Regions from separate parts of the Triticum aestivum genome. Here region 2 is linked to region 1. Evidence: chromatin contacts called from public Hi-C data. All regions are on one chromosome and are shown on one strand. Each heading gives the region's core, a stretch centred on a gene start, on an enhancer-like site or on the middle of the called end of the contact. The rest is flanking DNA. Distances are from core to core; before and after follow the strand shown.

Evidence for each region. Hi-C and Micro-C count contacts between places; a contact is called where the count stands out from the background.
Region 2: a contact with region 1 is called in a Hi-C map of leaf, with 5 times the contacts expected there. The contact joins the promoter of LOC123071104 here to the promoter of LOC123071102 in region 1. A contact is called at or near these places in 2 of 5 Hi-C or Micro-C datasets (both in leaf).

Annotation. Positions count from the first base shown.
Region 1 is chr3B:589,159,257-589,162,763 of IWGSC CS RefSeq v2.1, forward strand. LOC123071102 (cytochrome P450 94B3) reads right to left here and starts at 1,751. Exons shown (of 1, transcript XM_044494578.1): 1 at 1-1,751. The coding sequence starts at 1,566. The coding sequence ends at 31.
Region 2 is chr3B:589,424,190-589,428,163 of IWGSC CS RefSeq v2.1, forward strand. LOC123071104 reads right to left here and starts at 1,338. Exons shown (of 5, transcript XM_044494581.1): 1 at 1,046-1,338; 2 at 838-944; 3 at 644-730; 4 at 358-516; 5 at 1-251. The coding sequence starts at 1,175. The coding sequence ends at 108. LOC123071103 (psbP domain-containing protein 6, chloroplastic) reads left to right here and starts at 1,304. Exons shown (of 4, transcript XR_006434136.1): 1 at 1,304-1,763; 2 at 1,864-2,180; 3 at 2,261-2,558; 4 at 2,647-2,674.

The sequences.
Region 1 (3,507 bases), core at 501-3,000:
TTTGTGACAAAATGGACTCCTCCAAGCATCCTAGCTAGTCTCCCCTGTTCTATTCTTCACCTGCATCGGCAGGCCGCCTCCCATCCGCAGCGTCAGTGACATTATGAGCTTGGGATGCCCCTCGCCGCCGGCGTACCGGATGCTGAACCTCTCCAGCACGCACGCCACGATGGACTTCATCTGTATGTAGGCCATCTCCTTGCCGAGGCACATCCTCGGCCCCGCGTGGAAGACCGCGTACTTAAACGGGCTCTCCGGCCGGAACGCGCCCTCCTCGTCGAGCCAACGCTCCGGCCTGAACTCCTCGCAGTCCTTGCCCCAGACGCCCTCCAGCCGCGCCATGGCGAACGCGCAGTATGTCATCAGCCAGCCTTTTCCGACGAACGTGCCGTCCGGGAGGAAATCGTCCTCCTTGCAGCTGTGCGTGTCGGCGGCCACCGGCGGGTACAGCCGCATCGACTCCGTGATGGCCGCGTGGAGGTAGTGCATCTCGCGTAGCTCGTCGAAGCTGAGAGTCGACGACGCGCCGTCGCCCGACGCACGCACCGCGCGGATCTCGCGCGTGATCTTCTCCTCCACGTCGGGCCGCGTGGACACTAACCAGAAGAACCAGGTCAGCGCGGACGAGGTCGTGTCGCGGCCGGCGAGGATGAAGTTGGTGACCACGTCGCGGAGGCTCTCGTCGCTGTGCTCGCCGGCCGCGGCGAAGCGCGACAGGAAGTCGTCCCTGCTGACCAGCCCAGCCTCCCCTCTCTCCTTGCGCTCACGGACGATCTTGTCGGCGTAGCCGTGGATCGTGGCGAGCGCTGAGCGCATCCGCCTCTCCGGCTCCATGTCGAGTAGCCTCTTGACGCGCCACAGCCACTTGGCAGGCGACATGAACCGGGCCATGATGGTGTTCTGCGCGTCGTTGAAGGCGGCCATGAACTCCGCGCTCTCGGGCGCGGCCATGCTCTCCTCGGCGAGGCAGGCCGGGTCCTCGCCGAAGGCCACGCGGCAGATGTTGTCGAACGCGAAGCGCTCCAGCACGTCCTGCACGTCCAGCGTCCGCCCGTCGCGCCCCGCGCGGTCGAGCAGCGGCAGCAGCCGCTCGACGACCTCGAAGCGGACGGCGTCGACCACGAAGTTCCTCAGCGAGCGCTTGTTGAACTCGTAGCTGGCGGCCTTGCGCTGCCACAGCCACTGCTCGCCGTCGGAGTTGAAGATGCCGTGGCCGAGGAAGTCCTCGAGCATGGAGACCGAGAGCTCGCCCTTGGGGTAATTCCCAAAGTTAGCCTTGAGTATGTGCTCGACGCATGCCGGGTCGGCGGTGATGGCGCCGCCGGTGAGGCCGGGCACCTTGAAGGCGAGGGTGTGCGTGGGGCTGCCCTGCATGACGCCGGTGTACCACTCGAGGAAGCGGTCCTGGTTCTTGACGAAGTGCGGCAGCGTGCCGAGGATGGGGTAGACCTTGAGGCCATGCCCACGAGGCTGCTTCTTGGGGTCCGGCCGCAGGTAGAGAAAGTAGAGAAGAGGGAGGAGAGGGAGGAGGAGGAGGGGAAGGGATGAGGCCAAGGAGAGTTCCATGGTGAGTGAGTGAGTTGGTCGATCTTGCCTAGCGTGCGAGCGGTGCGGGTGATACTAGATCACTCTGCCTGCGATGGGAGGTCAAGGATTTTTCTGTTTTGTTGTATACTCGATCTGACTTGCCTCCCGATTCAGAGTTCTATGGTGAGTGAGTACAGTCGATCGACGACGAGTCAGAGTTGCCTCCCGATTCAATTATTTGATTCATGCATCGGGTTGCTACATTGGACATCACCACTTGCATTTACAGTATGTCTGTAGATGCTTTTTCAGGATCTGCTTACCAATCAAAATGAAAAAGGGAATGAAAATGCCTGCCGGTGGCATCGTCCCGGAGCGCTCGGCCCCGACGTATCTGCTGTCATGCTATTGGTGCCTATGCAAACATCATTCAGGCTTTTTCATTCTTCATAACCCCCGGTAAAACCCTTATTCAGGCTTTGGTCCGCTCCTATATATAAAAAATTCAGGCGGAGAGGCTCCTACCCCTCACCCCGCTCTTTGAAATTTCAAAATAAAATGGAAAACAAATCAAGGTGTTACGCAGATCTTAGCATTGACATTAATATAAAAAGTTTTCTGACGCTCAAATCAAGGTGTTGCGTGGATCTTTAGCATCGACTTCCAAAAAGAAAAATTTATGGGCATATGGCAAACCGTTGATACGGTAATAAGCGGATCTAATTATAACTTTAGTAGTATAACTGCTTTTTTTGGAATACGCAAAGCTTGCGTATCATTTCGTTGATAGATGAAAATAGAATGAGTACATGAGGTGTTACAACACATGACACGCACGCAAGGGGCGTGAACATGGTGCCAGAAGCGGAGAAACAAGAGATGCTCGACCCAAAAACAAAAAAAGAACACATCTAAACTCGCCGACTAGAGAAGTTATCTAACCAACAATCAAACGACCAAGCATCTCCAATCCAGCACCGAGGACGCCGCAAGCAAATCAAGACAATGCCTTCATGAAGGAGAACAACACCAGGACGCCATCATCGTCTGGTCAAAAAGAACGGTCCTAGGGTTTCCCCTGATGCTCGAACAGGGGCATGGATAATGGCCATGGCAGCCCCTCCAGAAAGAGGATGACACCCGTGGGTGTCACTGCTGCCAGCATAAGATGCAGGGATTTCGCGCTAGCCAAATTCCGAGCAATACCATGCCGCCGGAGCACAGATCGGAGACGAGGCAGTCGGTCATAGGCCGAAGCAGCAACTGCAGGAAGAGGAGCCCCGCCCGACGCCGAAGGAGGCACCGGGCTCGATCGGATGTGTGAGCTCCAGAGGAGGACAAGGTTGCGCGTAAACCTGGGAATGGTTTGGACTGAAACTACAGTTTCAGTACAGTTTGCCTTTTGGTCTGCCTTCAGATTGGATGGAATGGGCTAAGCCCCTAATTAATTTGGTTTGGACTGGACTGTACTTCCTCCTTTCCGGTTTATAGGGCTTATCTCAAAATTTTACTTTTTCCATTTTATAAGGCTTAATTTGGTTGTTTTTCATCACATGTTCAGATTCCAAGGTGCATTAAATCATTGCATGCAAGTATTAAGAGAAAACTGACCAATGCATGTACTTAATGCATGCATGCATGCATTGCAATTAATGCATTGATAAACATAATTTTTTGAGAAAAACAAGAGCATTAATTAGGTGCTTTTGCAAAACTACAAAAAATATTCCACCACTCACCATCTACCTTGATTGGTGAGATTTTTGAATTGAGCCCTATAAATTGGAAAGGAGGGAGTACCAATTATTGGACTGATTTGGATTGGTTTGGACAGAGACAGATCGGTCTCAAACAATACACCCATGGATGAAAACCAAATCGAGTGACTGGGTTAGGAGTCACCGGTTCCCACTGCCGCTGTCGCGCGTGCTGCGCGGCCGTGGTCTCTACGTGCACCGTAGTGGTGGGAGAGAGGAGGAG
Region 2 (3,974 bases), core at 88-2,587, 260 kb after region 1:
GTATTGTGCTACAGAGTTCTTATAACAAAGGAAAACCCATAATCAATCGATGCAAAGCTATCCTAACAGTGTACTGGGCTAGTATCATGATCGAGGTGTTCTAGCTATTAGTTAGCAGTGGTCTGATCCTCCATCTTCCTGTTGATGGTGATACCCTGATCCCTCCTCGTCGGCGGCAGGCGTTCCTTCTCCTCCTCCACCTGCTCCAGCAGCACCTGCAGCTCCGCCTCCGACAGGCTCTCCAGCCGTTTCTGCAACGAAAACAGTTAATGGTGGCACTCAGTCACAACTGACAACTCACAAGTTTATGCATACAGTTGAACGTGCCAGAGTGACAAAAAAGGGTCACTAGCTCACCTCCATGACTTGCTTCTCGTAGTTCCTGAGCTGCGTGGCGTAGGTCATGTCCTTGTTGGCCACCCGGATCATGTAGGAGGAGATCCACCCCACCGTCATCCCGAGCACGATGAACAGCTGGACCACGTTGCCGGCTTGCAGGGGGTCGACGCCGAGGAACTGCGCGCGGTCAGGAACAGGGTTTGTGATCAGGTTCAGGTGAAAAACAGACGGGTTCTTCTTCTTCATCGATGGCAAATTGAGACGCTGCCGGGTTTTGCTACTAGAGAAATGAAGAGGAGGTCACCTCGAGGCCGGACTTGAGGCCGTAGCCCAGGAGGGTGACGCCGACGCCGATCAGCAGCACGTCTTTCCTCGAGTACCCGAACTCCACCTGCGGAAACGCAAGCGGGCGGGCGAATCGCCTGGTTAGCTCCAGCGTGTCGTGGAAGGCCGAACGAGTCGCCGAGGATTTCGGGACGCAGCGCATGCTGTGCTCACCTTGTCATCCGTGGCTTTGGAGTCATCCACGCTGCTTCTCAGCGCCGACCGCCTCCTCTGCCCCACGGGCCTCAGCAGCAGCGCGTTCGATCCCAGCACAGCTTGGGCTTCCGGAGATCATAACAAGATCAGTTTGTTAATAAATCCATCTGCTCACTGGATTCGTGCAGCTCATTGTCACAAGAGCATGGAGCAGAAGCAAAAGTACCAGAGTGGCCGGGGTGCAGGCAGGCCGTCTGGCCGAAGCGGACACCGCCGGCGGGCGCGGCGGTGGCCGTAGTCCCGGCCGAGCGGGGAGAGACGCGAAGGACCGGGGCGGACAGGGCTGCAGGCGCCATGGTTGCCGAGTAGTTCCACCGTTGCTGCTCGGCCGCACACCCGCGCCTCTGGCTCCCTTTATCCCACCTTATCCTCGACGTGCTAACTGACTGAGGGGGCGCTGCTCAGCCGCGTCCGCGTACACGTACACGTACACAAGCTCGCCACATCGAGGCCAAAAATGCGAGCGCGTCGACGAGACCAAATATCACACTCGTCTGGATAAGAGTGGCCGTTCTCCCGACCCACCCCGCGCGCGCGAACCCGTGGCCCTCGCGCGCTCATGGCTTCTTCCTCCTCCGTCTTCTCCCCGCTCCTGCGGCCTACACTCCGGCTGCCGGTCGCGTCGGTAACCACGCGCTCCTCTGTTCCCCACGCTGTGTCGGTGGACAACGCGGCCGCTGCCACGCAGCCGGCGCCGCTCGCGGTTGTCAGTCACAGGAGGGAGCTGGTGGTGGGAACAGCACTCGGCGCGCTGTTCTCGGCGACAACGTTGCCCGTAGGGGCGCGCGAGGTCGAGGCCGGCAAGTACCTGCCGCCGGCGCCGTCCAGCCCGGGCTTCGTGTTCTTCAAGGCCACCACCAAGGACACCCCTGCCCTCCGGGCTGGTGATCACTCGATTCTTGCTGTACTTTCTAGTACCAATCTTGCAATCTGATGCACCCTGTTGATTCATCAGCTGAGTCCAGTTTTGCTCATGAAATTCAGGCAATGTAGAACCTTACGAGTTCATCCTACCGCCCACCTGGAAGCAGCTGCGAGTGGCCAACATACTGTCCGGCAACTACTGCCAGCCCAAGTGCGCGGAGCCATGGGTGGAGGTGAAATTCGAGGACGAGAGGCAGGGCAAAGTGCAGGTGGTGGCCTCGCCGCTCATCCGCCTGACCAACCGGCCGAACGCCACCATCGAGGACATCGGCAGCCCCGAGAAGCTGATCGCCTCCCTGGGGCCCTTCGTCACCGGCAACACCTTGGAACCCGAGGAGATCATCGAGACCTCTGTCGAGAAGATCGGCGACCTAACTGTAAGTTTATCAGTCAACTTACTGATGGTGTTGCCGAAACCTGAATTCCTGATGCATGGGCATAAATTATTGTGATGCAGTACTACAGCTATGTGCTGGAGACTCCACTGGCACTGACGGGTTCCCACAATCTGGCCAAGGCCACGGCCAAGGGGAGCACGGTGGTGCTCTTCGTCGCGAGCGCCAGCGACAAGCAGTGGCAGTCGTCGCAAAAGATCCTGAAGGCTATGGTAGATTCATTCCAAATATGATTGCAGCAAGTGGGGGCTTGGCCTCCAGACCTGGACGCGCGGATTTGCTTGCATTACTTCCACGAGAGAAACTGGTACCTGTTTTTGAGGCTTGGAACACTTGTAATGAGCTCCTTGATCGACTAAGGTGACTATAAGCTTGTACACTGGCTTATTATAGAGGTTATTCCAATGTACACACTGATCATGAACAATTTGTCTCTTCTTCCAAACAGCAAAAAAGTCTTGAGTCTGAATTTTCTACCATGCACGTGAGGTACCATTGCAGCCGCTTGGAGCATCTCTAGCCGATCTCTTAAAATACTTTAGAGGAGCAAAAATATATTTTAAGGGCCTAAATGGGATCTAGCTGTTCGACTTCGTATTGTAGCCTTATTGTGTAATCCATACCATATTGGTATAGAACTTGTATGACATCATTATATATATGTGTGTGATAGGCCACCCCATAGAGGGTTGAGTCAGTTCCTCAAAACCTACGTTTTACATGGTATCGAGTCTAACCTAGGTCCTCTACTCCACCCGCCGCCGCCGCCCCACCAAAACCCTAAACCCTAGGGATGCTGCCGCCGGCGCCATGACCTCTTTCGCTTCAGGCGCCGCCAGCTCCCGGTCAATCCCCGCGTCACTTGCCACCCTCCTCAACCTCCCACCTCACCCCTGGCTCCGTCGGTGCCTTGGTTCTTCGGCATCACCGCCGTCGGCTCCATGTCCTCAGCGCTGATCCCGCCGTCACCGCCCGCGACGGCCTCAGCACCAGTCGCGCTGCCGCCGTCCGCGATGGCCCCCTCTGGATCCTCCTAGACACTCGCCGTCATACCGGCGACCTCGGGGGAGGCGCTGCCCGCGGAGCCACCTGCAGCCTCGCTCACAGCACCACCCGCGGCCATGATCCCGATCGTTCCCGCGCCGCCACACGCGGCATCGGTCGCGGCTGTGGTTCCTGTCGTGGCTCCGCCGACCGCCGCCGCTGCTGCTGGCGTCATCACGCCCGCCGGGCCGTTCCACTTCGACAACTTGATCGCCATCAGACTCACGCCGGACAACTACCTGTTCTGGCGCGCCAAGGTCCTACCGCTGCTCCGCAGCCGGTCTCTCCTAGGGTTTGTGGATGGTTCGCTACCGGTACCTCCGCAGGTCATCCCTACCGTACACGGCCCGACCATTAACCCGAAACACCGTATGTGGGTGCAGCAGGACCAGGCGATCCTCTCTGTCATCCAGGTCTCCCTCGGCGACGGGGTCGCAGGTCTCTGTCTCTTCGCCACCACCTTCATGGACGCTTGGACGACCCTGAAGCATGCCTTTGCCCAGGTCTCTACCTCCTGCTCGATGGCCCTTCACAGCGAGCTCGCCAACATTAAGAAGCGGGACTCCTCCGCCACGACCTACTTCAACAAGATGAAGGTGCTGGCGGACACATTCACCTCTATCGGTCGGTCGCTCAACGACGAGGAGTTTGCTGGCTTTGTCATCAAAGGCCTCGACGCCGACTACGACAATCTCGTCGAGGCTGTTCACAACGCCAAGCCAGCGATGCCCC